Regions from separate parts of the Sus scrofa genome. Here all the other regions are linked to region 2. The links are chromatin contacts, called in public HiChIP or PLAC-seq maps. All regions are on one chromosome and are shown on one strand. Each heading gives the region's core, a stretch centred on a gene start, on an enhancer-like site or on the middle of the called end of the contact. The rest is flanking DNA. Distances are from core to core; before and after follow the strand shown.

Region 1 (3,270 bases), core at 751-3,250, 210 kb after region 2:
GACTTGCTTTACATATAACGGCTCCTTTTATTTAATCTCCCAAATGAAGAACTAAGTATTATGATTATCCCTTTTTGAAAAAAATCCAAAAACTGGGGATCAGAGAGGTTAGGCAGTTTGCCTGACGTCTCAGCGACCGCGTGGCAGAACTGGGATTTGGGTATCGGAGGGACTTGGGGTTAATCACATGTCTATAAAAACACCAGGATTGTCTTTTGTGCAAGACTTTCAAAACTGACAGGAGAAGAGAAGGGGAAATTTCAAAAGAACTGAGAATGGTCAAGTATTAAAAGTGGAGATGACAGTCATTTGGATGGAAAGAGCCAATGCAACTCGTTTCCAAGGATGCCTCTGACAAAACTTTGCAAAAACAGGCTCCCATCTGCTCTTGGAAAAACTGTGTCCTGTTAACAGGCACTGGTAAATTCCAAAATGCCTCTGCTGCCTTTTGGCGGGTTGGGTGCACTGAACTCGACACATCTACCCACAGGTGGTATCTGATGACGTCACTGTTTCACCGGAATTTCAAAGAACGTCAGTTATTGAAAAACATCCTTAACAACGTTAACATTCACTTTGCAACTATTTTAGACAAAGAATTAGAATTGCAGGCCAAATAACAGACATTATTTTATCCTATTCGTGGTGTTCTCAAAAAACAGCTCCCTCTCCCGCAAACAACCGTGCACAACACCAAACCATCAATAACTACTCAATGGCCCTCCTCCCGCTGAACTGCCTACCCTTTCCAGAATCGGATAAGGGGCACTAGGGCATCCAGGCCGGCGGAAGACCATGGGTACTAGGACAAATTTTTCTACTAGGTAGAAAATTAGGTAAAATGAGCAAATATGTGCTTGCAACCACCATCTGTATTAGTCTGTTTTTCTTTTCCCTAACAAGAAAAAAAAAAAAAAATCTCCAGATGTACCCTTTCACTCTACTACGGCTTTCACTATTTCCAAAGGTAAAGATAAGCAGGCACGTCTTCCTTTAGAAGAAGGAGGTATCCAATAAGTTTGCACCAACAAGGGCGCCCTGGAATTCAGCGATGGGCACCGGAAATAGAGCAGCTTTAGCAGAGGTGGGGAAGGCGCTTCCAGGGGAGGCGGGGACGCAATGGGTACGCGAGGTGGAGCCCCCGGAAAGCTGCCCCGGCGGGCGATGGCTCCCGCGGCGCCCGCGGTTCTGGTTCGTGCATCAGCCGCTGCGGGTCCCGCGCGCTTACCTCGCAGCCCGCGAACCAGCCTCTCGGCCCAGGCCACTCGGGGCGGTTGCCCATCCAGGGGGAGGTGGCGGTGCAGCGGGTCCCCGCCGCCGGCCGGGCTGGGGCTCGGCGGGCCCTGGTCCTCTCGCCGGCGCCGCCTCCCGCTCGGATGGCCGGCGCCGTGGAAGCTCCCCAGCCCCCGGCCCCGGGCGCCCGCGGAGCTCACGGCCGAAGAGGCTGCGGACCTCCGGCTGCCCGGGCGCCACTCCACGTCCATCTCCACTACCATGCCCCCTTCTTCTCCCTCCACCTCGTCTTCCTCCTCCTCCTCCTCGGCCTCGAAGCCGGGGTTGTCGCGGCTCCACGCCTGCCGCGAGCACGACGAGAGCGGAGGAGAGGGAGAGGCCGAGGCTCCGGCCGGAGGGTCCCGCGCGGCCGCCTGCCGGATGCGCTCCATCTCGATCTCCAGGCCCCTTTGCTCGCGGAGGCCGCCCGGGGCCGCGAGGCCAGCGCCCGCGGCCCCGCCGCCCGCCATCAGCCGCCCGGGGCCCGCCGTTCGGGGCGCCGCCGGCCGCTGGGCGTCCCCGGGCTGCTGCGGCTGCACGCGGCTCGAGTTCACCATCGCGGTCACTGGCTGCAGGCGCGCCCTCGCCCGGTGCCCCGCTCGGCGCTGCCCGCTGCAGGAGCCATGTTCTTTTCTTCCCGGGGCCCGCGGCTCCTGCTCCCCGCCCCCGACCTCCCCGCGGTCCCGCGTCCCTCGCCCGCCCCCTCGGCCCGCCTCCCCCTCGCCTCGCCTCGCCCGGCGGCCGCCGCGCGCTGCAGGGGGAGGCGCAAGGCAGCCGCCCCCGTGGTCCGCGCGCTCGGCGCGCGGCGCCCGGGTCCGCGTTCCAAGTGCAGCCTGAGCCCGGGCGCGGGCGGCCGCATTCCTTTCGGGTGGAAGGGCTCGGGCGGGGAGGGACTCGCCGAGCCGTCCGTCCACCCGCGAGCCAAGGGCTTCTGGAGCTGTCCCTGGCTGCGCGACCCTGAAATAAGGCTTGGGTCTCCGTTCCCCCCACCCAGCCACTTCTGCCTCGATTTACCAAAGTGCGGGGAGAGGGGTGAACCATTTTAGGGGACGGTGGTGCGAACAGGCGAAACCCAGCCTGCGCTGGTCTGCAGCGGAGGCAAAGGAAAGCTTTGACTTGAAAACGACCAACTAGCCCCTAACGCTGACTAACTTGGCGCTTGGCGGCCCTCCTCGTCCCGACTCTGCTGCCTTTCGGATGGTTTCTTTAATCTTTGGTTGGCTCCTCTCTCCACACATTGTGGGAACCGCAAGGATTCGGCCTTGGGGCTCTCGGATCGCTGGTGCTCCGCGTGATCTCAGCCGTCCCCTTCCCACCACCGCATCTGCTGCAGCCGGGACTGACCTGGGAGTAACAGAATCGCATGCCAGGTCCGAGCTCCGGCGCTTAATTCCCGCTCTGTGGAGCACATCCAGCTCGATGCTTGGCAGCTGTCTCCAACTGCACCCATCCCAAACTAAATTTATCCTTCCCCCTCTTCTTTCCAGCCTGCCTCACCTCCTGTATCCCCAGGTGAGATCTGAGGCATCCTCACTCCCACTTCTGCAGGGTTGCCTCACCTTTCTCCTCTTCTCCTCCACATCATTTCCCCCGACTTGTGTTACTTCTGCCCCACAAATGTCTCCCTGATAGGACCTCTGTTGCTTATTCCCATTGGCAGTAATGTAGCCCAGAACCCCGATGGCTTGTTTTAGTCTGTCAGTTCCACCATCATCCTTCACTTTGGGGTCCCCACTGTTTCCAAATTGTGTTTCCAGAACCAAACCTGCTTGTGTCACGTTGATGCTTCGACACCTGTGGAGGCTTCTGCCAGCTTAAAGGTTAACATTTAATGTCCGTATCTTGATTTAGTGAATTTTCAAAACCTTCTTCTATGTGTGTGTGTATAAGGTATATATATTTTTATATGTATACATATTTATAAATATATATATGCGCACACACACACATATGTGTGTGTGTATACATTTTTTTCTTCTAGGGCTGTCATAATGGGGT
Region 2 (2,940 bases), core at 24-2,523:
TTTTTCCACACATCAGTGTACTAAACAGAAGTACTTATTACAAGAGTGGGAAGAACACATTTAACCTGTACATAGTGGAGTTTCTGGAGTGGCCCAGCAGAAACGAATCTGACTAGTATCCATGAGGATGCAGGTTCCATCCCTGGCCTCGCTCAGTAGATCAGGGATCCTGCCTTGCCGTGAGCTGTGGCGAAGATCACAGGCAAGGCTGGCTTGCTGTGGCTGTGGTGTAGGCCACCAGCTGCAGCTCCCATTTGACCCCTAACCTGGGAACCAACACATGCTGCGGGTGCGACCCTAAAAAGACAAAATATACATATAGGTAGATTGAGACACACTGTTCATAGTAATATTTACAGAAAAAAACCCTTGGGGTCAGCGTCCCCTTGTGCTTAGAGGCGTAGAACACCAGCAGCGACCCAATCCATCCAGGTGTTCATCAGCCCAGGTAGCGTCCTGGGGTTTCCAGGGCTAATCGCCACTGTCCATTTCATACAGGCTCTCGAGGCGGGAGTTTCTGCTTTGTCCCTGCATGCTCTGGGATACTCATTTCTGTGACCCGGGCCCCGCGGGCAGGAGACAGTCCGGTTCAGCGCCCAGCTGGATCCGATCACAACACTTGCATGCGCTCCGCCCGGGCGCCGGGCGCTTATCGCCCCGGGCAGGCGGCGCTACGCCTTCCGCTGGCCTGCGGGCACTGACCTGGAGGACCAGGGGCGCGAGGGAGGGGCCGCGGTCCTGCGCACTCACCGCCCACTGCCCGAAGCGTGCGAAGTGAAGCCGGCGTCGGGGCTCCCTGCGCTCGTCCCTCGCCGCCCCGACCGCGCGGGTTGCTGCCGCCGCCCTAGACCGTGATTGTAACGCGGAGCTGGCCCTTTCCCAGGCCGGCCGCTGCGCCTGTGAGTGCGGGGAGCGCGCGGGCGCGGGGGTGGGCTTCGGGCTGGGCCGTGGGCGCCGGTCGGGGAGGGTCGCCCCCGCCGGACTTTGCCCCGGGCGCGGGCTGTGTCCTGAGTCCTGCGCCGGTGCAGACCGAGTCCCAAGCGCGTGAGACCGGAGAGGGAGTCCCCGGCGGTCGGACTCCCTGGCTGGGGAGACGCTGGACGGAGGCAGCCTGGAAAGCAGCCGGGGAGTTTTTGGAAAAGGTCTTCACCGTTTAGAGAGCACAGCACAGGTGCTTGATGTCGTTGTAAGTGGGACCTGCTTCCGCAGGGTATGTTTGGTCCCGCTGACTCATCTCAGCGTTTATATAAATGATTGTTAGTGCTCTGCCTCTGAGCATAAGAGTTCCTGAGATTGGAGCCCTTGGTTGAACTGAACCGTTATTAAGCTGAGTAAGTATATTGTGAAAGCCGATTGGGATGTGTGTGGCTTGAGAGGTCCGTGGGTATTGCGTGTTCATTTGGTGGACAATAGGAAACTGTACTACTGAAATGATTAGGTTTTCATTAGTTCCTTCCAGTTTCACTTGAAAGTGAGTCTGAAACAGACTGAAAAAAATTTTTTTTCGTTTCATTTTGTGTTCTTTTTCTTGGCCACCACGAGGCACACAGAGTTCTGGTTCAGGGATCGGATCTGAGCTGCACTTGCTTCCTAAGCTGCAGCTGCAGCAACACAGGATTCACAACCCACTGTGCTGGAGGGGATCAAACCAGCATCCCAGTGCTCAGATCCCCTTGTGCCACAGAGGGAACTCCAGATAACACATTTTTTTTTTTTTTTTTTTTTTTGGTCTCTTTGTCTTTTTTTTTTTTAGGGCTGCACCCGTGGCACATGGATGTTCCCAGTCTAGGGGTCCCAGACCGAAAATTTTGACTCTTTCTCAGGAAACAATGCCTTGGGGCAGCTGATTCCATGTCTGGTAGGGTGTATGTAAAGAGCTGGTTGGTAAAACTCTGGCTTTTTCCCAATTGTGTAAAGCTACAGTTGATATTGGATGGATAAAAACTTACTGAGGATGGAAGTGGGAGAGAAATTTGTTGATGTTAATACTTTTAAAGGGATTAACCAATATATTCTACGTCTTTTTCTTCTCCCCAGGACATAAAGTTTGTCCACAACTTTGGATGTTTTGCTAAAGTTACTGAGCTCCCTTTTGTAATTTTTCTGTGGGTAGTTGACTTTTAATAACTAACTACAAAAATTAACTGGCTTATTACAATATTTGTTTAAGATAATACTGAAGACATGAGAATACAGAAACTATATGGCAAAAGAAATGAGATTTTAAATCTAGCAAACAGTTAAAAAAATACTGGTAAAGGTGAATTACATTTCTTGCTTAATAGTAGAACTATAAAAGCTCATTCCACTTTCAGAAAAAAAAAGCATATTCATAGTAACAAATATTTATTGGTCATCTTTGTTCCATCCTGGGCATTCAGCAAGAGTTCCCTTGAAAAACACTTTTTTTTTTTGCATCCAAATGGTATTAAAATGCACTTACATCCAAAATGGATTTCTGCATTTATTTATTTATTTTTTCACATGTGTGCCATGTGGAAGTTCCCAGGCTAGGAGTCAGATCCCTGCACAACAGCCACAGCAATGCCGGATCCTTAACCCACTGGGCAGGGCCAGGTATCGAACCCTCATCGTCATGAATACTAGTTGGGTTTGTTACCCCTGAGGCGCAATGGGAACTCCTCAGCATTTATATTTATTAAGCATTCATGAAGCTTTGAGGAGAAGAGATGGAAAATAAAATACCTCTAGAGTCCCTGTGGGGGAGCACATTGGAACGGATGTGGGGAGCAGGTTAAATTACATCCTGGAGGCTAAAATAAAAAGGGAAGAGGAGAATTCAGGCAGGAAATATACCATGTCCTTGGAGAAGCTTCTCCCAGCGCCTGCTTCTGCTGGCAAGTCTGGCATCACAGCAGGATGCAGAGGAGACTGAAGAATGGCGGTGGGAGCGCCTCCTGGGTGCCCGCCCCATAGACC
Region 3 (3,386 bases), core at 673-3,172, 180 kb after region 2:
GACCACCCCCCCTCCACCAAAAAACAGAATAAGAAAACATTCTTTTCAGCCCCACATCGCATAGGGCATGCTAACGCCAAATATGAATTAGTGAATAATTCTTGTTCTTAGTAAGGCCAAATGAGAGCTTATTGCAAATGTCCCTTCACTTCCACGTGCAGAAGGGTTACACATGCAAAACGAGGCAATGATCAGTAACACCGAAGTTACTGTCACAGCGAAGAGCCTTCAGAGTCTCCTTCGGGAACATCAAGATCCACAACACTGAGAAAAGCAAAGACTCATTCACATGTGTTCGTAACAGAGCAGGGGGTTTGGTGCTGTTCTCAAACCTACCACAATGATCACAACATCCAGGCAATTCCAGAAACTCCTGAAATAGTGCAGCTTGTGAATGCGGATTTCCAGTATCTCTTCCACCACATAGTAAAGGATAAAGAAGCAAAAGATAATCTCGCAGGCTGCCAGGAAGAAGTCGAAAGTTGTGACATACTGGATCAGCTTTACAGGCTGAAATTGCCAAGATGGAATCACTCCGCCTGTGGCTGGGAACTCGACCAATAACCTGCGTTGCAACAAGAACAATTAAAACAATAGCCGCATCAGCACTGACAACACGTGGAGGCAGCCAGGAAAGGACACCATCTATTCTGTCCCTGCATGAGAAGGTAATAAAACCGCAACCGCAACTCACCCCAAATGAGTGGCAAACTATTTTTATGACAGGAACTCCATCCTTGTAGAATTCTGTGTCACAAAAGGAATAAGACTTCCTGGGGCCTCTCAGATTAAAGAGATCCTTCCTTCTCAGTCTCCCATTCACTTTTCTCAAATTTATACCACTCAAAATGTTGTATGTACTTTTTTTTTTTCTTTTTAGGGCCGCACCTGTGGCATATGGAAGTTCTCAGGCTAAGAGTCAAATAAGAGCTGCAGCTGCCGGTCTACACCACAGCGCACAGCAACGCCAGATCCTTAACCCACCGAGCAGGGCCAGGGATCAAACTCGTATGCTCATGGATACGAGTCAGTTTCGTTTCCACCGAGCCACTATGGGGACTCCGTATACTTGTTTTTTAAATGCAGAAGTTAATCAACAAACAAGCCTTTCTAGGACTTCTATTAAATGCCAGTCATTCAAGTAGGCAATGAAAAACATAAATATACATCATCTTCATAAATAGGATGAGAAGTAGGATGAGAATTTCATATACATATAGAGATAGCGACTGAGTTTCTCATTCATGCACTTGGTAACAACAAAGGAGCACGGGATAATTTGCCTAGGGGGTACTTTGGCTATTGAGACTTAGAGCCTTATAGTCAATCGGTGTTTGGTAAATGTCTGACTGTCTGACCCAGTAACCTACGTTTTCACATTCATAGCCTTGGCACCGGTCTTCAGCGCTTTATCAGAACTGAAGATGTTTCTTGCCAAATTCGCATTGTCACAGAGATGCGAATTGTCATTCGTAGATGTCACAGAGAAAGTTACATGATCCACTTAATGGTACAATCTCCCCATCGCACTGGAAATAGAATCTCTAGCTCCCTAATTTTAGGACATCTGCAAAACCTCTAGTCCACGCAGGCGTCACCATCTCTCCCATGACAGGACGGGCGGGACAGGTGGCCACTCCTAGAAGCTGAGTGTCTAGGGTTCAAGCATGAGCAATAATCAAGTACAGGTAGGGACCATGGCCAGTGAGAGCTGGTCAAAGCACGAGCCACCTTCCTTCCTTTGCACTATCCGCCTGCTGGCTTCTTCCTATTGGATGTGCTGGAGAGCGGGGCTGAGAACCACACACTCAGGACAGCAACACTGAAACAAAGAGTCTCGTGACAGCCGCTGTGTGAACGTGCAAGGCAGGAAGTGGCTGCTGTGTGCTGAGTCACTCTCCCAGCTCCAGTCTGATTCTGCACTGTCACCCCCTCCAGAAACTGAAGCAACAGTTAAGAGAAATGAAGCAACTGCCTGGACAACAGTCACTCGGAAAGCATGTGGAGGAAGTGAAAGACATACTCGTTTATACCTTCTATAAATAGATATTTCCTTAAATGTCAGCGCGTCCTGCCTGCTTTTTAATCCTCTTCCTGTGCTCCCTGGAATCATTCATAATTGCAGTAGATTTTCATACATTTTTTAGTGATAACTCTTACTTGATTTAATATGATATTATTTTCTACCAAAGTTGTTACAGACTGGGAAAATCCAACGAGCTCTGTAATGCAGAGTTGAGTTTAGCCTCAAAAATAATCACCAAATAAGGACATCACGAGAATTTATCCTTCTTGTTTGGCGGAAGTAATTCATGGCGACAACGTTTGGATGTTGCTGCCACGTTCACCTGGAGGATTAAAGTGGGTGAACTCAGGATTCCTCTTGTCTCGTCCCACTTTTTTAGAGCATGTTTTACCTTCTAATATGCCATTTAATTCATTTGTTTTTATTGTTTTTCTCTCTTACCTCTCTTATCTAGTTGAATGTGAACTCTACAAGGGCAGGGATCTTTATTCTGTTCACCGATGCCTCCCAAGAGTCTTGAACAGCGCCTGGCACATACTGAATGGCCACTAAATGCTCGCTGAATGAATGCATGAACAAGAAGCCCCAGGCAAGCCAGTGGGGTCTTTGCCAGCGTCCTATCACCGGAGCAGTCCTGATCGCAACGTCATGGGGTCTGTAGAAGGAACGTGACCCGCTCTTGGTAGATCTCAAACACGAGCAGATCCTCGAATAGGAACCCAGGCATCGCTCCTGCCTACTGCACCTGTGTTCTAATAGCATGCGCTTCATCAGAGAGTGGGAAACTAAGGGAGCGGAATCAAGATTTGATGGCTGGGGGCCTCGGTAACAGAGCACGGAGCACCAATCATCCTTCACGTGGGAAAGGGTAGATGTTAGCCAAACACAGTGCTTTATCTGGGAATGTTCCAGCTTTGGGATGCACCTGGCCCAGACCTAAGGTTCCTCCCAACTTAGAATATTCAAGGATCCTAACTTCCTTCCGCCAGATATCCCTATCCTGGGAAGCTTGGTTTCCGCCCCACCTTGCTGTCAGCTCTGATCCGTGACATTCTCATTTAGCCAACGGCAGGCAGCCGTGCTCTGGCCTATTTCCACCCTAGGATGGATACAAACACACAGAAGTGGGAAGGATGCGTGTGGCCTTGTACACACCTGATCACACAGAACAGGTTGATGTTGGCGTTGTACACGGAAAAGTCAATAAACGTTGCGCGGGTTCCTCGGTCCAGCCAGGCGTGTTTCCTGAGGTGAGCCAGCTGAGCGGCCGTTTCCTCTCTTGTTCTCGACAAATCCAGGTAATAGCCAGCTCCGCTGTACGTCGTGAGCATTCCCCAGTGGCTACTCCCATTCAAGTCTT

What was found. HiChIP or PLAC-seq counts read pairs in DNA pulled down with a chosen protein or histone mark.
Region 1: a contact with region 2 is called in an H3K27ac HiChIP or PLAC-seq map of skeletal muscle. The contact joins the promoter of PKD2 here to the promoter of ABCG2 in region 2. A contact is called at or near these places in 12 of 47 Hi-C or Micro-C datasets (brain, embryonic fibroblasts, fetal liver and 7 more) and 2 of 2 datasets of contacts at active chromatin or transcription factors (alveolar macrophages and skeletal muscle).
Region 3: a contact with region 2 is called in an H3K27ac HiChIP or PLAC-seq map of alveolar macrophages. The contact joins the enhancer-like site here to the promoter of ABCG2 in region 2. A contact is called at or near these places in 12 of 47 Hi-C or Micro-C datasets (brain, embryonic fibroblasts, fetal liver and 7 more) and 2 of 2 datasets of contacts at active chromatin or transcription factors (alveolar macrophages and skeletal muscle).

What each region holds. Positions count from the first base shown.
Region 1 is chr8:131,056,932-131,060,201 of Sscrofa11.1, forward strand. It overlaps PKD2 (polycystin 2, transient receptor potential cation channel), which reads right to left and starts at 2,001. Exons shown (of 15, transcript NM_001245979.1): 1 at 1,229-2,001. The coding sequence starts at 1,829.
Region 2 is chr8:130,852,141-130,855,080 of Sscrofa11.1, forward strand. It overlaps ABCG2 (ATP-binding cassette, sub-family G (WHITE), member 2), which reads left to right and starts at 1,274. Exons shown (of 17, transcript NM_214010.1): 1 at 1,274-1,331.
Region 3 is chr8:131,029,634-131,033,019 of Sscrofa11.1, forward strand. PKD2 (polycystin 2, transient receptor potential cation channel) reads right to left here. Exons shown (of 15, transcript NM_001245979.1): 5 at 3,182-3,386; 6 at 337-565. Among named protein-coding and RNA genes, the nearest start is that of PKD2, 28 kb to the right of the region's middle. Within about 2 kb of position 1,923, at least 37 of the 83 cell types and tissues checked have an H3K27ac peak or open chromatin away from gene starts, as enhancers often do. A contact at or near this core is called in alveolar macrophages, embryonic fibroblasts, fetal liver and 3 more, where this site is marked.